Linked DNA regions of Zea mays: region 1 is linked to region 2. Evidence: chromatin contacts called from public Hi-C data. All regions are on one chromosome and are shown on one strand. The core of a region is the stretch at or near the end of the contact, and the rest is flanking DNA. Distances in the headings are between cores, read along the strand shown. Region 1 holds the start of LOC103642112 (ABC transporter B family member 19-like). Region 2 holds the start of LOC100279996 (Beta-D-xylosidase 4).

Region 1 (5,625 bases), core at 3,110-5,609, 240 kb before region 2:
TATTGTGAATCGTATATGCAGGAGAAAAACGTATGGTCAAAGTTGTTGCAGTAAATCGTTACCAGCGATCGACACATATGGACAGAAACTGAGAGAAGTATTTAGTGCCTGGACAGAAACTGAGAGAAGTATTTAGTGCCGGCCCCTTTGACCTGAATTGGATGGAATGGATCATAGCCGTTGAAAACGCTTTCCCGTTGAACGTACTGTTGGATCCTAGCAGTTATTCTTCTAGTAGCAAACTAGTAGTAGTGTACGTAGCAATCACTAACCACACAGGTCTAAGCGAGCCGCGGTACGTAGACATGCAGAATCGTGTCACGCGCCCGTAAGGGTCAAGATACTCCGGCCGTAGCATCATCCAACGGCTAGATGAGCAGCAGCGCTGCGATCAGCACGAGGGCATCGAATCGTGTCACGCGCGCGCGCCCGTACGTGTGAAATGCGGGCGTAGCCGTCAACGTACGTCGTGGTCGACGACGAACCAAATCCGGACGAGATATCCCATCCGCCGACGCATGGCACGGGCAGTCAAAAAGGGTCTCCGTCAGTGGCATAGCATTAGCATAGTAAAAACAAAGCAAACCAGGCAGGCTTTTGCTCACTGCCAGTAGCTATAGTGTCGTGTCAAATTTTGCTTTCGCGCGGTTCAAAGATCCCCCCACCCCCACCCACGGACCACGGTGAGGAAAGCGGCGGCTGCGCGCTGCCGTCTGTCGCGGAACGATGCACCGTTCGGTTTTTCTGTATCCTGCCAGTATTATTTTTGAAGGTGCCCTGGTCAATGCAGCTACGGTTAATTTATTCGCCTTTCAGTGCCTGCCAAGTCAAGGTATGTATTGACGACTGGGGATATATTTCGCGACTAATCTAGTGTAAAGAACTCCTGCGCCCATATATTTCTGAGCCGCCATCGATCAGAAATCGATCGGTACTGCGCCTTCGTTTGCGTTTGCGTGTGCGCTGATTAAATCAAACACCTGCGTACGTGTACGCGTATCGCGCATGACGTACGTATGTATCGTATCGTACGTTGGTCGCTTTGGCTCCTGTGATGATCACATGAAGCTCGTCGCGTGGCGTCAGGTTATGACCACCGGTGTGTCGGCTCGGCGCTCGTCACAAGCTCGCGTCGCGTCGCGTCGCGTCGTGCCATGGTCCGGTTTCCCGTGTCGGTCCGTGGCCACGTCGTATTCGGTCGGCCGAAGTCACGCACGGTTGCGGGATCCCAAGCAAGCAAGCACCGTGCAACGAGGGCGCACAACGGTAGGGTGTACCTGCGGAGCACGGTAGCCGACGATCTGATCTGACGCTCCAGGGAACGACCGACCGAGCGGAGCATCTCTACTCTACCTCGCGGAGCATGTGGTACGTATACTAATACGCCAATGGATGGAAAACCCCCGCAGGCGTAAGGCAAAGCAGGCAGCTGCCTTTTCGCCGCCCGCCTGCCATGCCGGCCGTTCGCGCCAGCCCGGTCGACCTCGCTTCTCTCGCCAAGTTGCCATAGGCCAAACGGAGTCAGTCAGGGAGACACAGGTCCAGGGCCAGGGCCAGGGCACATGGGCGGAGCGCCGTGGACCGGAATCACAGCAGCGGGAGCCAGTGACCCTGACTCCTGCCTGTGCTCTGCGGCCTGCGGCTGCCCTGGTCCCACCGGCTGGCCCCGACTCGTCCCCTCCCCTCCCCTCCCCTCCCCACTCTTCTCGGCTCCAAATCTCCCCCTCTCTCCTCTTTATATTCTACGTACAGTATTCTATTTACTTCACTGCTCCCCAAGGCGGGCTGCGGTGGCGTCACCGCCAGTGACCGACCCAAGGCGCCGCTCGCTCGTGAGTCGCGACTGCGCGGCGCTGCGCAGGCGGAGGCTACTGGTCAACTTCAGCCTACTCGTCTTGGCCGATTAACGAGGTGTCCCGTCTGTCAGACTGTCACTGGCTCGCATGCCCGTTTTCGCTTTACCAATCAATCCTACCGCCAATTTCTACTTGTGGTAAACAATCTTTCATTTTTTTACTATAGTAGGAGTACGACCTGTCGATGACCTTTTACTATAATATCAACTTGGACAGTCCGTTTCTTTTTTTATACTAGTTTGGGTATTCTATTATTAACGTCAATCCACTTATATTAACATGAATTTAGATATAATTTAAACTAATTTACACTCCATTCTACACGTTAACATATTTTGTTTGAGTCCAATACTAAATTACCCGAATAAAGTCTTAGACGATTCAGAATACATGCTAGTACAACCCGGTGAAGTGGTACATACTGGCTTGGCCAATAATAAAAGAGGACTCAGAATTTTTTTCCCTAAAGTATTTCCACGACTAGGGATGGCAACGGGTTTAAAACCCGCGGGTACAGAGATTACAAACCCGTACCTGTGAGATTAATGTTAAACCCGTACCCGCTACCCGCGATGGGTAGCGTATGTTACCCAAACCCGCTACCCGCGGGTTTATGGCACCCGCGGGCACAACCATATAATAAATATTTATTAAACTGATAGCACATAATAAATATTTATTAAACTGGTAAAAACATGTACCGATCATAGCCAAGAGTTCTACGAGTTCCCCGACGTCTGTAGTCTTCTTTTATATCATTTGATTGGCTCCGCTCGCTCAAAGCTTTTGGGGTGACACTAAATTGAGATGCATGTGCTCTACAGTCTACACAGACACACACGCGGGTATGCGGGTTTGCGGGCACGGGTACACCATTTTCATACCCACGAGAAAAAACTCGTCGGGTTGAGAATCAAACTCGTACCCGTACTCACGGGTACAAACTCACACCCAAACCCGCATCCTATAGGGTTTTTACCCGCGGGCACGCGGGTAAAATGTGCCCGTTGCCATCTCTATCGACGACACAATTCCATTTCTAAGAGCAACCACAACCACACTGGTTATGTAAAAAAAGGTTTACGTAATGCAAAGTGACATCAAGGGGTATCGACGTCTAATGTTTGATGTATGCTTCAAGTATCTCAAATTTTCTCTTCATTGTTTTCAAATGATTTTCTTTTGGGTGATGCTTGAAATCTTGCACAGATATATACACTAAACATTGCATTCGGTCTTGATGCTTACCAAAACTCGGACAAATCGAGAGTGTTGAGCTACCTCGTTTGTCGTCAAATAAAAGAGAGATATCGCAGGTCCAAACTTCATCACAAAATTATACGGTAGTTTTATGTTTGGTTTTAGTGGAAGTTTCGTTCGTCTCACTGTTTTTAAGATTACCATATATATATTAGAATAGTTTATTAGACGTGTTTCATCTCCATAAAACCCCTATTTCATCCTGTAACTTTTATCATATCCATGTCCGTCAATATTATATCACATCAGTTTGTTTAATGCTCGTGAACCTGTCTCATGAAACTCCATTAAAACTGTCCTAAACTACTCGTCCTTTTTCCGCGGGTGTCTGATTTTAAACCTCATCCATACATGTATTTAAAACATTATATTAGGCAAAATGGTTCTTATGATTAGTAAGCGGAACCAATAACATGAATGCATGTCTTTTAAAACTATGCCAAACTAAGCATCTTGACAACTTAATTAATTAGTAAGATAAGATGCAACTTAGTATTTTCCCGTGTTCTGTGTTCTTTGTCTGCTTCTAAAATCATTTGGTTACCTTGCAATTCTATTTTATATAGATAATTGTTTGGTTTTCTATAAATTATCGACGTGTTATATTTACTCTACACCCGGGCCACCGGATCCGGATCCATGGCCCAGGGCTCTATATATAAATGTCTAACTAATACAACATAAAACAAATTAGATAGAAAGAAGAGAATAAAATTTAATATGTTTGATCTAGGGCATGTACAACTTAATTTGATATAGAGTTTCTTAAGTGAACTCTAGAGGGTTAATTAAAAAATATAATAGACATGGTCTTCACGAAGAGCACGTCTCTACATGACTATTCATATATATTATTTTTAATTGAATTTATTATTGAAAAGATAAAAGATGCATATCCAATCTCTTGTAATTTGGAAACCAATCCAAAGTTTTTTATTTGTACATGCCCTATGCCATAGAAAAAATCTTGGCCCGCCTCTACTAGCTAGCAAACATTTTGCACAAACTAAAGCACTTTTCATGCGCCAATTCTTTAGCCGCCCAATTTATAGCAGTTTAGACCCACGAAATCTTTTTCCAAGTTTGCAAATAGCAATCCAGGTGAAAGAGCGGAGCGAGCGGTAAAGCTCACCGCCAGTGAGCGGAATTGGCCTGTGGCTCTCCCTGACCCCGCGCCCACACTGCACTGCACTGCCCTTCCTCTTTATCAGTCGCCTCGACTCCGCGCTAGCTTCTCTGAGCATCGCAGCGCCGAACACAAAAGCTCACCACCACCACCAAAAACCTCCACTGCACGTCACAGATACCGAGGGCGCTTCCGAATTTCTCCCTCTCCCTCACTTTGCAGACCGCCAGCCCTACCGGAGGCCAGGAGGCAAGCAAAAGCGGCGACATCTTCACAGATGCCGCAGGGCGCGGCGGCTGCGGCCTGAGAGTGAGAGCGCGCTGTCGAGGTCCGACTCCGGGTCAGGCGGGGGAGCGCATTGCGATGGCGGAGTCGGCGGCGACGGACGGCAAGGCGGATAAGGTGGCGAACGGAGGAGGGGGAGGCGGCGATGCGGCGGGGGAGGGGAAGAAGAGGGGGGACCAGGCCGTGGCGTTCCACGAGCTTTTCTCGTTCGCCGACAAGTGGGACCTGATGCTCATGGCCGCGGGCAGCCTGGGCGCGCTGGCTCACGGCGCCGCCATGCCGTTCTTCTTCCTGCTCTTCGGCGACCTCATCAACGGTTTCGGCAAGAACCAGACCGACCTCCGCACCATGACCGACGAGGTCGCCAAGGTCCGTCCGTTCTTCATTCTTCGCTCACTCGAACAACTTTCGTTTGTACTTTGTTGCCTATCTCGGATACGGTTCCTTTCGCCAAGATCGCCGCTTGTTACCGCAACTCTTACTCTCACCTGTGCTTATTCACTTGCAGTATGCGCTCTACTTCGTCTACCTGGGGCTGGTGGTCTGCGTCTCTTCATACGCAGGTGACCTCCCCCTATCCATTCCGCCATTCCCCGCCCCCTCGACTTTCGTACGATCCACCCTTCACATCCTGTCTTCGCCGACGCACCATGGCTCTTTTCAAGCATACTGTAGTAGTAACAGAGAACAGGGGCCTATTCGCGAAATAGGATCTAGGCATGGCAGGTGCAGGTGGGGCATCTCGAAGACCACCCCACTCAGTTACACAAGTCCCGTCACCATCACACCAAACGGGGAAAAGTTAACAATAACTCCGTACTTCCATGTTTGTCTGGTTCCCGTGTCGACGAATCCGGCAAGCTAGTTCGCCGGCGCCCATGCCGGCCGGCTGCCGGCGGCGTGGCCTGCTGCTTCAGTACACAATGGCGTTGCAGTCATCCACGCTATCGATTCTTGCACACCGACTGAAGCCGCATTCTTTCGTTCCCCAGAGATCGCGTGCTGGATGTACACCGGGGAGCGCCAGGTGATCGCGCTCCGGAAGGCGTACCTGGACGCCGTGCTGCGGCAGGACGTGGGGTTCTTCGACACGGACGC
Region 2 (5,498 bases), core at 343-2,842:
ATTACCATCAATTCAACCAACATGCCACTAGACTAAGGGTCTGTTTGATTGGCTTTTGGGGAAAAAAGGTTGGCTGGATTGAACCCTTTAATATCGCTTTTGAGAGGTAAAAGCCTGTGCCAAAAATCAAATCAAACAGACCGTACCATAAAGCAATCGAGAAACCACAATATTAGCTAGGGAATAACATTTGTAACTTCGCATGAAATTGGCCTCGGTCTAAAGGCCCGTTCACCCCCCTGCTAAATTTGTATCATTACTTAGTCTTCATCTATATAATTATTTTGTAATTAGACTATATTCAATACTCATGTTTTACATTAGAACATTCAATATGACACATACTAAACTTTAGACTCTAGAACCACACAAACTCTAAATAGAATCAATCCCTAGACTCCCCTTAGCCTAGATTAGTAACGCAACCGCACCTGTTAGAGATAGTTTGAAAACTCGAATCCTCTTAGGCCCCGTTTGTTTCCATTCATTTTTAGAAATTAGAATCTAACTAATGGAGTAAGCTATTTTTTTAGAATGTGACATTCCACAACTTTCCAAAGTTTATATATAAGCATATCGCAAATTCATATGGTTAAAGATATAAATTGATTGTATAGATTTACATGCTACTTCTCTATTGTACAACTTATAGCACACTCTTTTACTTGCTTATCTATATCATCAGTGTAGTGTATAACTAGCTCTCATATAATCTAGAATAATATACAAACATATTACATATATAAATATATTAATTTAATTAGTTCGTGTCTAAATTATGGTTATTAGAATAAAATTCAATTCAAATAAAACAAACGGGCCCTTAGTTTTTTCCACCTCTATTCCATCCAAATCCTAGGGAGATTTGAGCTTCTAAACTAGCCTTAGAGCATCTCTAACATTGTCCTAAATTAATGCCCTATCTTAAAATATAAGACCCAACTTATAAAAAACAAAACCAACAATGTCTTATTTTACAAATTTTTATTTAAAAATATAGCACACATCGTAAAATGAAACAAATATATTATACGTCATATTAGTGTCTCATCCTTATTTCTATATAATTTTCAGCGCTTTCTTTTCGAATAATAAACTTTACTCCTTAAAATACATGATTTAGGACTTGATTGATTGTTCGAGTTTAATTTATTTTTAGTGTCCAAAACATATTATATAGTATTTTAATTTTTGAGGCACTATTTTGAAGTATTTTTTGTTGGAGAAGTGGACCCATTAAACGCACAGTTCATGCATTTATCGAGAGGGACGGTCAGGGGAGGAGGATAGCTGGAAGCCTCGAAGGATGGCTCCAAGAATCTCGTCACGGGCTCGGTAGAGTACAAGGCGCGAGCACAGTGCTAGCAAAGAAGAGAACTTAACGATTTGTTTGTGAAGAAAAAACAGCAGAGCAGGACGAGAAAAATAAGGGCGCCTCCCACGTCGGCCCTCCCTTCACGGTCACGGGGACGCCCCCAGTCCCTCACCTCACTAGCTATCGCAATAGCTCGCACCACGCACCACCGTGCCGCGAGCGCCACTCTGAGCACTCTATTTATGCCGCTGCCAGCGCCTGTGCTACGAGCGGGAGCGGGGTGGTGCTGGTGGTGACCAAGAATCAATCTCATTCGAGAGGTTTGGGGAGGTGCAGCGAGCTAGTAGCTGCCTAGCTATATACCATGTCCGCGTCGTCCCCGGCCTCGGCCGCGCTGGCGGCCACCGTGGCGGCGGCGGCGGCGCTGCTGCTGCTGCTGCTGCTCTGCTGCCCCAATGTGGCGCGCGCGCAGACGCCGGCGTTCGCGTGCGACGCGTCGAACGCGACGCTGGCGTCGTACGGGTTCTGCAACCGGTCGGCGGCGGCGGCGGCGCGCGCGGCGGACCTGGTGTCGCGGCTGACGCTGGCGGAGAAGGTGGGGTTCCTGGTGGACAAGCAGGCGGCGCTGCCCCGGCTGGGCGTCCCGCTGTACGAGTGGTGGTCGGAGGCGCTGCACGGCGTCTCCTACGTGGGGCCCGGCACCCGGTTCTCGCCGCTGGTGCCCGGGGCCACCAGCTTCCCGCAGCCCATCCTCACGGCGGCGTCGTTCAACGCCACGCTCTTCCGCGCCATCGGCGAGGTGAGCGGACGCCGTTGTTTTTCCTTCTGCTGCTGCTGCTCCTCTGCCCCGTCCCGTTCCGTTCCCTAGCGTTTATTAATTTGCACCGGGTCCAGCACTGCATTGCCATTCATTCTCGATCGATCGCGCTTGGTGGGGGTGGGGGGAGACGAGAGAGTGCGGGGGTGGTTGATTCGTCGGCGAGGTTTGGCGGTGCCGGTTGGTGTGAGCCGCCGACTGCCGAGACGGGGCGATCGCGATTCGGTTCGGTGTGCCTTGCTTTTCCCTCCCAACTTTCCCTTCATGCGATGCGCGGCAGGGAAAAAAAAGCCGCAAAAGCGTGTGCCGCCGTGCCGGACCGTGTGCTGCTATGCTATGCTATCGTCCCGTTTGGATTCTTTTCGCCGGCGGGCGGCGGCCTCGCGCACTGGCATCGATCGGCGACGCAGTCTCGTACCAGCTGCAGCTGCTGCTGCTGCCGCCGATGGGGATGTGCCATGTATGCTCCGTAGTACGGTTATCGTAGTGAAGTAACCCGCATTTACATTGCATCGTCTGATCGAAACGGCAAAACAGTGGCGACGCGACGGCCCGGTCGAGTCGAGCACAAAAAGAGGACCTCGATCTTGAAAAAAAATGGGAAAAGGAGTAAAAAAAAAAAAGATTGCTAGCGCTGAGTCTTAGGTTTGTTTATTTAGAGAGCATATCCTGTAGGCAAAGGACAAGGGTGCTCTCATGCTCAAAATGCATTCAAACCATCCGTTCTGTATCCAATGGTGTTAATGTGTTATGACATTTTTGTAAATAAGTCCTCCCACGCTCTTCACGTTAGTGCTGTTTATTTAAAAAAACCGGTATACCGTTGGATATTAACGGATGGATTGGATGTATTTTGCGCATAGGAGCACTGGCGTCCTTTGTCTACAGTATATGCTCTAGTTTATTTATATGTTCACATGTCACGCGTCAAGAAGCATCATTGGGGTTCCTCACCCTTAAGCAAAAGGCAAAGGTACCGCGTGGGCCGTGGCAAGGACTGACTGATTAGAGGGTGTGCCCGAACGTAATTATGTCAGTAAGTACTGCGGCGTTGGTGACCCAATCCAACTGCCCCAAGGTGCAACGCGACCGCGACTGATCTCTGTCCTCTGTCCGGCTCCGGTGGCCGTTGAAGATTTACGGCAGGACATGGGTACGGCACCATGGCCTCAGGGTCACGGGGCACGGGCACTTGTGCAGCAGCGCAAGCAGACAAGGGCCACACATTGGAAATATCGGTCTGCATCCGTCACCCGCAAATACGTGCATCGTGCGTACCGAAACCTGATGAGCATAACATAACATGAACTGGCTGGCTGGCAGGTGGTGTCGAACGAGGCGCGGGCGATGCACAACGTGGGGCTGGCGGGGCTCACGTTCTGGAGCCCCAACATCAACATCTTCCGCGACCCGCGGTGGGGCCGCGGGCAGGAGACCCCCGGCGAGGACCCGCTGCTCACCAGCAAGTACGCCGTCGGCTACGTCACCGGGCTGCAGGGCGCGGTGTCCGGCGCCGGCGCCCTCAAGGTCGCCGCATGCTGCAAGCACTACACCGCCTACGACGTCGACAACTGGAAGGGCGTCGAGCGCTACACCTTCGACGCCGTGGTAAGCCAAAATAAAGCCGCCTGCTACCATGCTTTTGCTAGGCCCGTGCAAGTATCAATGTGTCGTCCCTGGCTCCCTGCCTTGCTGCCGTGCACACTGCGCAGCGCGGCACGGCGGCTGCACCTGCACCTGCACCTGCTGCAGCACAGAAAAGCGCGTCAGGGTCAGCTTGCTGGGGACGGACGGATGAGTGATTGACCCATGTGGCAGCCACCAGCCTGTCCTGATCCATCCATGCCCGTTCTGCTTACATGTATGGAGTATGGACCTCCGTCCCCGATGGACCTTTTAGTGATGTGATGCCGTAGATCGGACCAAAAGTTCCTTCACACCGACAGTAGCAGCACAGCATGCACTGCTCCGTTTTACACGTAGTTGCAGCAGCCCATGTTCGCCGTATACGGACACTGCTTCTCCCATTCCGTTCCGTGGCTTGCCTAGCTGCGCTGATGAGACACCTTTTTGCCGTCAACATCTAGTGCTCCTTGCATGGCAGCGTTCCTTGCTTCCTTCATTCTCTCTCTCTCTCTCTTGGGCGCGGGCTTTAATCCCCCCTCCACCTTATTAAGAAAGAACAATGATTGATTAGGGAATGTCCCAATGCGCACATCTAGTATACTATAGTATAGATACAATACAGCTTACAAACAGAGCCGTCAACATGCGTCACTCATCACCACTGATCATCGACCACCACGGATTTTTGTCTTGTTTAGCAGTTGTTAATTCCATCAGATTCCGGTCCTTGTTTCAGACTGGCCGAGCCCTTAAAAAAAACCTGCATTGCGCGGCTCGGTGGTACTGGAAGGCAGCGCTCGGCGCTGCTGCTCTGGGCGCGCCATTTTTCACCTTTGGAGGATAGAGCACTGTCGTAAACCGTACCAATATTATATCTAGTAGTATCTGCCAGGATCGGATCTGGGAATAGTAGCAACCTAACCGTGTGCTTCCTAGCAGTATTATAGTTGGTCATCATCACTCCATGCATGGCCGCTGTTACTGTCTCTGAAGTCTGAACACCCCTTGCGAGATGGTGAGCGCAGCCAGTTTCAGCGTTCTGATGTGTTCGCGGCTCTGTGGTGTGGGGGGTTCATTCATCAGGTGTCGCAGCAGGACCTGGACGACACGTTCCAGCCCCCGTTCAAGAGCTGCGTGGTGGACGGCAACGTGGCCAGCGTCATGTGCTCCTACAACCAGGTCAACGGGAAGCCCACCTGCGCCGACAAGGACCTCCTGTCCGGAGTCATCAGAGGGGACTGGAAGCTCAACGGGTGGGTTATATCCATCCATTCCCAATGCAATTTCCGCCGACATAACGACTCCTGCTCCTGCAGCGCGCGGCGTCTATATATCTCATGTTTCACAAGACATCTCTATCTCTGCAGGTACATCTCGTCAGACTGCGACTCCGTCGACGTGCTGTACAACAACCAGCACTACACCAAAACCCCCGAGGACGCAGCCGCCATCTCGATCAAAGCAGGTACGCAACAACAAGATCGCCAACGGCCCCGGCTGGCCTGTCCATTCATTCGTTCACGCCGATGCTCTGCTACGAGCCTACGAATGGGAACAGCTCGCCATTTCGACGAGATTATCATCCGCCCGTCTTCACATGTATCGCCGTGGCCGCCGCAGGGCTGGACCTCAACTGCGGCACCTTCCTGGCGCAGCACACCGTGGCGGCCGTGCAAGCCGGCAAGCTGTCGGAGTCCGACGTCGACCGGGCCGTCACCAACAACCTCGTCACGCTCATGC

What was found. Hi-C and Micro-C count contacts between places; a contact is called where the count stands out from the background.
Region 1: a Hi-C map of endosperm shows a contact between it and region 2, with 2.1 times the contacts expected there. The contact joins the promoter of LOC103642112 here to the promoter of LOC100279996 in region 2. A contact is called at or near these places in 3 of 25 Hi-C or Micro-C datasets (endosperm, root tip and tassel).

Annotation. Positions count from the first base shown.
Region 1 is chr10:147,096,074-147,101,698 of Zm-B73-REFERENCE-NAM-5.0, reverse strand. It overlaps LOC103642112 (ABC transporter B family member 19-like), which reads left to right and starts at 4,359. Exons shown (of 9, transcript NM_001322813.1): 1 at 4,359-4,896; 2 at 5,036-5,090; 3 at 5,520-5,625. The coding sequence starts at 4,606.
Region 2 is chr10:146,853,720-146,859,217 of Zm-B73-REFERENCE-NAM-5.0, reverse strand. It overlaps LOC100279996 (Beta-D-xylosidase 4), which reads left to right and starts at 1,592. Exons shown (of 7, transcript NM_001353463.1): 1 at 1,592-2,114; 2 at 3,456-3,740; 3 at 4,842-5,011; 4 at 5,126-5,223; 5 at 5,379-5,498. The coding sequence starts at 1,680.